2 separate regions of the Mus musculus genome follow, and region 2 is linked to region 1. A link is a contact called in public promoter capture Hi-C data. All regions are on one chromosome and are shown on one strand. Each heading gives the region's core, a stretch centred on a gene start, on an enhancer-like site or on the middle of the called end of the contact. The rest is flanking DNA. Distances are from core to core; before and after follow the strand shown. Region 1 holds the start of Il11ra1 (interleukin 11 receptor, alpha chain 1). Region 2 holds the start of Zcchc7 (zinc finger, CCHC domain containing 7).

What was found. Promoter capture Hi-C pulls out the DNA fragments that hold promoters and counts their contacts.
Region 2: a contact with region 1 is called in a promoter capture Hi-C map of liver, with 6 times the contacts expected there. The contact joins the promoter of Zcchc7 here to the promoter of Il11ra1 in region 1.

The regions. Positions count from the first base shown.
Region 1 is chr4:41,758,332-41,763,018 of GRCm38.p6, forward strand. It overlaps Il11ra1 (interleukin 11 receptor, alpha chain 1), which reads left to right and starts at 2,112. Exons shown (of 13, transcript NM_001163401.1): 1 at 2,112-2,220. It overlaps Galt (galactose-1-phosphate uridyl transferase), which reads left to right. Exons shown (of 11, transcript NM_016658.4): 11 at 172-912. The coding sequence ends at 252.
Region 2 is chr4:44,753,670-44,758,356 of GRCm38.p6, forward strand. It overlaps Zcchc7 (zinc finger, CCHC domain containing 7), which reads left to right and starts at 2,890. Exons shown (of 9, transcript NM_138590.4): 1 at 2,890-3,023.

The DNA.
Region 1 (4,687 bases), core at 862-3,361:
CTGCATTCCTAGAACTCAGTCGCCACTCAACTCCACCCCCTGGTGACTCCAGCTATCCTGAACTAATCTTCCCATCCCATAAGCCCTCCTCAGTATTTCCTGGGCCCAGAACGCCTCGGTACAATTCCAGGTGACCCTTACTCTCCCTGATTGCTTCTTGTCCCTTTATAGGCCGCAGAAAGATTAAGGGCGCTTCCCGAGGTACACTATTGCCTGGCGCAGAAAGACAAGGAAACGGCAGCCATTGCTTGACTGTGACCACATCAGGGCCTTGAATCTTTGTACCTGACAGACCTGGGACCTGGAGTTCGGGCAGATGTGACATCAATAAAACTGCGTCTCACATTTTAACCATGTTTTCTGACACCAGAGGAGTAGTGTGGACTCTTACATTCCGGAGTTTGGGTAAAGGCTAAGTGTGACTCCAAACACTCTTGCCTACGGACTTTGAAAAATTTGGTGCAAGAATCCCCTTCACCAAGCCAGACATGATGGTGTGTGCCTGTGATTCCACCACATTGGCAGCTGCATTAGGATTGCGAATTTGAGGCCAGTGTGGGTTACTTAGCAAGACCTAGTCTCTGAAACCGAAGCCATGCTGGATCTCATGTTACAGGTCTGTAATCCTGGCTCCCCAGGACACTGAGGCAGGAGGATTGCAAATTCAAGGCTAGTCAGGGTAGCTTGGTGAGACTGTCTGGTACAAAGGACCTGTGAAATAGGTCAGTGGTAGAGTGGGTGTCTGACACATGTAAGGCCCTGTGTTCAGCCCTAACTATAGAGAAGAAAATCCTACCTCTGCTCAATGTTCACTATTGTCTCCAATCCTCTTCACTTGTGATATGGATAGCATGCTAATTTAGGAGGCTGTTTAAAAAAATCTTATGTTCTTAGCTTGGCAGCGTCAACCGGAAGCCCAGAGCCGTTTGTATCACTGAGCCTGTCAGCTCACCAAGTCTCAGCCTCAAAGTTTGGTGGGGAGAGGGTGAGCAAAGTCCTAGTCCCATGGTCACCCCAGACACTGGGCTGCTGGCCAGAACCCTGGTTTTGTGAGTGGCCACAGTCAGACGCTGCTCCAGACCACAGGGGCTAAAGGGGCGGGTTGGGAGTGTGCGTGTGGCTTTGTGTTCTTGGCTTCCTGGATTTCCATGTGCAGCAGATGTCGCTTCAGTACTGTACCTATGCTACAAGAATTGCACTAAGCATGGCGAGGGCAGCCAGAGAGAGAGAGCCCCAGGACCTAGAATGACCTTGAGTCCGCCTCCTCTTTGAATCTGTTTTTCCTTGTGATAGTGGAGGAACCACAGGGCATTTGGTGTTTGAGACCAGATACCACTTGGTGGTCTCCAAATTCTAAAGCAAAAGTAAGAGCTGTGGCAGATGTGGAGATGGCTAGAATGCCTTTCATCCATTCTTTTCCAGGGGTAGTGAGTCTTGGGGTCGAGAAGTCACACTAAGTGTGGACAAGTGACTGGGCCTGACTGAGAAAACCCTGGTTCTCTCTCCTTGCTGTCTTCTTGAGACCTTGGAGGCTTGGAAGGGGGATGGGTGCCAGGGATTGGGAATGTTGCCTGGGGCTGGAAAATCAGACAAAGCAGGCACTTCCCTTGCTTGCTAGGTAGGTGGTTGGTTTCTTAGGGCATACATAAACACACACCCCCTAACCTTGCCTAAGGTTTGGAAATGCCTGGAAAGTTTTAAAAAACACTGCGGGAATCTAGAAGAGATTCTGATTTCAGTGGCGTGGGATACGGCCTGACTGTTTAAAAGTCTAAGAGAACTAGACCAACCCCCTGGCTCCCTATCTTATCTGGAGTCAGGGGCACCTTCATCGAATACAGTCAGCTGCCCAGTGGCTCACTAGGGAACCTGAGGCTGTGTGGACGCCAGGGACAAGGGCCTGGACACTTTCAGGCCTGAAGTCCCTGGGAGGACAGGCCTTCAGGAGAGGTCTAAGGAACGCAGCAGTTTCAGGTTTTGTCCTAGGAATCCTACTCTGGCACCCTCCTCTAAGTTCCAGACGGGACAGGAAGTGTCCAGAGGAGGTGGAAGTGATTGGCAGTTGGAGGCTCCAATGGGCCGAGAACCCCCCTGCTTCACCTCTCTCTTTCTATTGGCGCTGGGAGGAGCCGCCCCCACTGCCTGCGCTCAGCACTGGAGGGAGCAGAGGCCGGGGCAGAGGGTGAGGGCGGAGGGCGCTGGCGGCGGCTGCCGCAGAAGGTGAGAGGCCCTACTGGGACCCGGGTGTTGACTCCCAAGTCCTGCCAAGAGGGGGCGGGGCAGGGTGGTGTGTGATCTGAAAGGCAGGGAGTGACAGATGGACTATGAGTGTGTCTCTGTGTGTGGCGATGTCAGTGTGTGTGAGGCTCAGAAACTGGTGTCATTGGTGTGTCTGTCAGCGTCTGTCAGTGGGCAATTTTTCTTTAGGTGTTTGTTTGGGAGAAGGGCTGTGACCACACCGGGGGATGTGTTTTGGGAAGCTTCTGTAGGGTCTAGATTTTGTCTGTCAGGGTGGCTGGTTTGTGTGTGTGTGTACTAATGTGTGACTTCAGTAATAGTGCAACAGTGAGACTTGTGACCATGATGTGTCTTGTGTCCTAGCCTAGACTGTGTGGGAGTGAAGCTGTGTTCCTCTGTTCAGGAACTGCTTAAGTTGTGGAGGGAAACTGACTTTTCTACCCAGCCTGCAGCAACAGACAAGATCCACCCCCCAAGCCACATGGCTTTCCTTCTTCCTCTGTTCAGGAGCTGGTGGGGGCTGAGAATGGTCAGTGATAGAGCACTTGTCTGGTGTGAGCCAGGGCCTAGGTTCCATCTCCAGGGCTGAGACAGTAAGTCCCATCACTGGGCCACATGTATCCAAAGCCTCTGGATTCCTGGGGTTGCAGATGTGGCACATCTGTTTTTGTACGCCGCTGGGTGTCAAACCTAGGGCTCTGGGCATGTTAGGCAAACTCCACCAACCGAGCTATATCCCCGGTGCCCCGGTCTTCTGGTGTTTCTGTTTTCATGCCTGGCTCTGCTTCTTTACATCTCTTTCTCCGTTCCCATGATTATCTTCCTGGAGAGATTTTTATGTCTCTTCGCAGCTCCCCCTTACCCCCCAGGTGTCTCATGTTTCTGCTTTTCTGGTTCTGTCTACAGGCTGTCTGTCCCTCAGTGTCCCTCTGTCTGAGTTTCCTACTTATTCTTTGTTTCTGGCCACACAAGGACTTGTAGCCTTGCTATGACACTGGTCCATCTTTACTAAGAGCTCCTATGAGCTCCTCATGGTGAGGAGTTGCTTTTAGGGATTATAGGGTAAACACACACACATACACACATGCTTCGTGTGTCTCTGTGTCAATAGGACCTCTAGTAGGCTAAGCTGTTTAAATGTGTCTGTGTGTCTCTGTGTGTGACTGTATCTGAGGGTAACTGTGTGTCTTGTGTATCTGGCACCAAGGGATCAAAGGCATTTCCTGGTGCTGAGGCCCAACTGGTGGAGGGGGAAAATAGAAATGGCTGCAACCTCCTGGGAAGGGGGGGGGGGGCTGGTCTCTGGCCTTTCCTTACATTCTCCAGTGTGAAACCTGTTTTCCCCTGGAAACACAGCCATCTGTGCCCCAAGGAAACATTGCTGGAGAGTGGAAAGAACAGGAAGGAGTATGTCTGTGTGCTAATTCTTTTTATTATGTCCACATGTGTTCAAGTGAATATCTTTGCTTTAGTCAACTACCTAGTGATTCCCTGAGTAAGTAGGCTTTGGTGACTCTGTGAAAACAAAGGAAATCTTCCAGCAACAGAAGATTTCTAGAAGAGCTACCCCCCTCTCCTCCTTGCTAGTCCTGGTTGTGTCTCTGGCTTCCTTTCCAGCCTGAGGTGGGAGGCCTCTTTCCTTCCCAGGCCCTGTGGTGGGAGGGAATGAGAGAGGGAAGAGGAAGAGGTGGAGGAGGGGGCCTGCTCAGCTCTAAGGCCCAGAGGGGGCGGGGCTCGACATGGGAAGGAGGGGATGGTTCTGGGGTCCCACAACTCAGTGGAGCGGGAGACAGTTCTTAGCCTGTAGGAGGAAGTCTTGGAGGCCATGGGCACTCAGTCACTGTGATTATCAAGGTAGGGTGGGACTAACCAGGGTAAATGGGGCGGGACCCGGGTGGGGGCAATAAGACAGTCAGGGGGACACAGATATGTGAAGGCCTTGTTCTGCCCTGCTCTGGAGAGGTCCTGTGGCGCTTTGACTGAGAGCTTACCATCTACCCCTTTCTGACTACCTTTAGTTTGCTGCTGCTCCCCGCCACCCGAGTCTTTTCTCCCAGCCCCAACTCCTTCTGGAGTCCCTGCTGCACCAAACCAGACCTCTTGCATATTGGCCCCTGACTCCATTGCCTTTGCTCATGAACACTTTTCTTCCCCCACCCCCTGCACTTGGTACTGTGGCCCCCTGCATCAGGCGCCTGCTCCTGCAGGCTCCTAGTTCCCCTCCCTTCTCAGCCACCGCGTCTCCATCTCCATCTGCTGGCTCCTCGCCCGCTCCCAGCCTCTGGCAGGAGCCAGGGCATCTGGATCCGCTTAATTCTGCAGCCCCAGCCTGCACCCTAGCTCCATCCAGCCTCACAGGCTTGAGACCAACAAGATTTCAAGCCAGGCCCATCTGAGTGGCCCAACTACGAGAGCAAGAAGCCAGGCCTAGGCCAGAGGCTTGGCAGCT
Region 2 (4,687 bases), core at 1,640-4,139, 3.0 Mb after region 1:
CCTATAAGCCCATCCTGTGTGTGTGAATGAAGTTTCTCTGAAGGCTTGGGATTTTAACAGAAGAGACTAAGAGAACACTGGACGGGCAGAGGGTACTTCGCAGGCAGAGGGGGTTGCTATGAAGACACAGATGTGGGAGAGCATCATGCGTTAGCAGCTAACTGCTCAGAATTCAGCATGTTAGTTAATGACACCCCATTGCTTTGAGCTGATATGGGTTTACTTTGCATATATGTGTATACACATGCACGTGTCTCACCAGAGGTCAGAGGATAATCTATGGGAGTCAGTCATCTCCTTCCACCACTTCAGTTTCAGAAATCAAACTCAGGTGGTCAGGCTCAGCAGGAAGTGACCTCACCCACTGAACTATCCCTCAGTCCTCCACCTTTTAAGGTATTTTGTTGGCTGCATGAGTAACAGTGAGAGGCGAGGCCACAGCCATTAAGGGTTATGCTCATTAGCTTTACATTCTCAAGAGAAACAAGGTAAAGGAGCAGCATATTTATTCTGGCTCACACCTCTCTCTTTATCCCCTTCTAACTCTGTCTGGGTGCTTAGTTTCCCTGGATGGTAGGTACAGCTCACATTTAGGTCCTGACCTAACTCCCTCACTGAAAATATGCTCACAGGATACCCAGAAGGGTTCATCAGTGCTTTTCAGTTTGATTAAGCTGATAAACTCAAGATTAAGCAGTATTCACTACTTCTGGCAGTTAGAAATCTGTTCATCTGAGTCGGTTTCTCCTTTTTTGTAAATAGAAATTAACACTAATAATAAAAATAATCACTGAGCACGGTGGCACACGCCTTTAGTCTCAGAAGCTCAGCAGGCAGATCTCTGAGTTCAAGGCCTGTATGGTCTGTATAGAGAGTTCCAGAACAGCCAGGACTACACAGTAAAGAGATCTTGTCTCAAACAACCAAACACACATAATAAAAAAAAGTTAGGTTTTTAAGGTTAGGTTAGGTTGCACCAACTTGCAATCCCAGTACTTGAGTTTAAGGCTGGACTAAGCTCTGTAGTAAAACCTAAAAAACTAGCAAAAGGGGCAGCAAAACAATATTGTTATGAATGGGGGTACCTGGTGGGTACTTAGCTCATGCCAAGGCATATTCCTGAGTAATTATGCCATGCAACAGATCTGGTATAAAAGAGGTTTCCTGGGGGAAGGGAGAGGACTGAGGACCTGGGACAGGGTAGGAAAGGGTATAGAGGCAGGCAGGGGCCACGAGGGCAAGAGGTAGGGGGACCTCTGAGGACAGACGGGGGAGAGGGAACTCTGAAAACAGAGAGGGGGGAGGGGAAAAAAGAAAAAGGAGAGGACATATGAGATTATGGAACACACAGAGAGCCGGGTGGCCAGCAGTCCTTTTATAGGTCCTCTAATCCCTTGCTCGGTCCCTGGGAGGAGTCTAGTGAAATCACCTGTAAGCTAACAATATACTAAGAGGAGTTATTATGGCCCTTGATTAAAAATTCAGTCTTTTAATACACACATACACACACACAAACACACACACAGCATTCCTTTGGCACATATTCCCTGAACTGTCCAAACATGTGACCTACTTCTATACCACTTTTTCTATCCCCCAAATAGGTTTTTCAATTTTGCCTTTTTATAGTGTCTTGTCCCTTTCTTTCCTAGCACATAACCATAATGCTAATCGAATTTTGTAATTATTTTCAAACTCCTAATACTGTAACAAGACCTTAAAATTCTTCTACTTTATCTGGACTTTCTAGAACAGCCTGACATTTTCCTGAAACTCTTCCCCCAACCCCCCTATAATTTAGTTTAAGTAAATATAAGCTTAGTTTTCTAATAACGTAGAAGGCTGACAGCTTGGCTCTAATATGTTCAATAAATGTTGGCAAAAAGATTTAAAATCAAACTCATCTATCAGGGATGTTGTCAGTACCTAATTCGGTATTTGTAAAGTTGCTTAGATGAACTTATGTTTGTTTGTGTTTGACTGTGACAAGGTCTTAAGTAGCTCAGGCTATCTTTGACTGCTCCACGTTGCTAAGGATGAACTTGAATTCCTTATTTTCCTTTTTCCACCTCCTCTGTACTAGGCTGCTTATGTGGTGGAACTTAAAAATGAACCCAGGGCCTTCTATGCGGTAAGCAAGCACTTTACCAACTGGGTTACACGTCCAACCTCATAATTAAAGTTTTTTTGTTTTTTTGTTTTTTCTTAAAGGTGTGACCAAGGGAACCAATGCTGGAGGCCGTGAACACCGTCTCCTAGTACCAGAAAGAACAGCATTTACTCCGTGTTGCAGGAGTGCAGCTCTTCACGGTTCACAAACAGTTAACAAGGCGGAAGCACCTCCGAGTGCACTTTACAACCTAAGGTGAGAAAAGCCGTGCGGTCACTATTCCCACTAGCGGAAAAACCAAAACCCAAACCAGACACTCTCAAAAATGCCTCTTCCCGCGCTGGCATTATCAAGGTCCCTCTCCGAAGTCACCTACTAACCCTAAATCCCCTACTAACTCTGACCTCCACCCGGAAAAGGGGCCGATTTGCTCTGCGCCACGTGTTACTACGAGGGCGTCACCCAGAGCTAGAAAAGAGACAGCCCCTGCCGACCGGACCAAGGTATCATGGGAATTGTAGTTTTCTTTCCAACACGGGAGTAAGTGAACTCGCACTTACTTTTGCCCTTCAAGTAGCTTCTATTTAGTATAACTCATAAGATAAAAATATGCACCATAATTTTTTCAGCCGAGATTTCTTTTCGAAAGGAAGGATGAAGAAAAAAAGAACAAAACCAAACACAAAGTTTATAGGCGGAGAAAACAAAGGGTTAATAAGCGTTACGCATGCGCTCGGAGGACTCGCGGGTTGGGCGGAAGGACAGCTCCCAAGAGCTCTGTTTTCCCCGGAAGTACCTTCTCCTCCCTGGAGTCCGCGCGGACGCGGCTTCCTTACCTCATTTGTCCTCGCCCCTCCCCGTTCCTCTACGCGTTTCGGTTCCTGGTTGGTGCTTCCTGGTCGCGGCCGCGGCAGTGAGTATGTGTGTGACGGACCCCGAGCTGTCCCGCGGCCGGGGGACCCCTTCCCCTCTCCGCCTCGCCCGCGGAGCTGTGGAACTAATGCGTGCCCCTCTCTGGCCTTCCCCTCCCGGTCCTTCGGGGCTCAGCGCAGTGCAGCGCAGCAAATGGCCTCTCAGCTCCGTGCCGCCCCACGCGGCTCAGTGACCGGGCTGGGGTTTGGCGGCCCGAGACCAGGGCTTGGGCAAGGCTGGGCGGCGATGGCCTTGACGGGCACGTCTTCTCTGTCGGCGTTACTCCACCGCCTCCCACGGTTCACCCGTCCTGGGGAGGTGGGCCAGTCCCGAAATGTGGAGGTCTCCCTTCGCTGAGGGGAACCTGGCCCTCAAGGATGCGTCCAGTCGGGGGCCACCTTAAGCTGGTGCTGTCAAGTAGCCGCTTCACGAGTAGACACAAAGAATCTGGGAACTATGCCCCATTCCTTATATAAAACCAGGGTATCCTAAGATGATCCTCTGCCCCCGCGCCCGCACACCCTAACAGCAGACAGTTGTAGTCAATTTTACTGTGGGGAAATCGAGGTTGGGAGTTGGCAGCCCCCAGTTCCAGCCATCACTGATTAGCTGCCGACGCTCAGAATACCTTTAGGTCGAGTTTACTGTGATTTCAAGTCTCAGGGTTGAATGAAGGAAACTTTTTTTTTTTTTTTTTTTTTTTTTTTTTGAGACAGGGTTTCTCTGTATAGTCTTGGCTGTCCTGGAACTCACTTTGTAGACCAGGCTGGCCTCGAACTCAGAAATTCGCCTACCTCTGCCTCCAGAGTGCTGGGATTAAAGGGGTGAGCCACCACGCCCGGCAGAAGGAAACTTTTAAGGGCCTTTTTTAGCCCATTGGATAATTTTTTTCCTGAGCCTGTTTTTCCCAAGTATAAAATCACCCTTAATTTAATGACTAGGCTCCCTTCAAAAGCTCTCGACTTGGTGTTGAACATTTAGACCTTAAATTGCAGCGTGTGTATTTAAGACGGTGTTGTGCTTTAGGGACAGTTAATTATTGTCATTTAGTCAGAGGATGGGGAATGATCTGAGGGAAGAATTGGAAGTGAAAATTGTATGAAAACTACACGATTAACAGTGCATGGGACAAATAGGAGAAGCACTGTTTCCAGCAGAGTCCAAAGAGTAGTTAGAAGTTAACATCAGTAAATTTAGCATGCATTTCTGACATGGAGACAAGCCCATTGTTTCTCTCTTTGATGGTCCCATTTGGATTCCTTACCTCCTTTGATTGGAAGTGACAGTAACATTTGAAAAAGGGGCAGACATTTTAACTTTTGTAATTGGTTTTGTTTCTGCCTTCACTGAATCTCAGTAGCACACTGAGATTCTTGTAAGTTATAAACCTAAGTGGAGAATAAACTATTAGTCATTTTATCCATTGACAACTGTGGATTTAAAAATTCAGCCCTCAAGGTGGGGTCCAGCCCCAGGTAGAACACTGGCTTAGCATGTCCAGGCCCCTGGATATAGTCCCCAGCACCATCAAATGAATAAGACCAAATTTGGGATTTAAATCTACCTCAGATGACCTATAGCACCCAGAAAGAAGCTCTAAGCTGGAAATACTTTGAAAGAAAATTAAGAGCAAAGCGTCTAGAATGACTAGTAGGTAATCTTTTA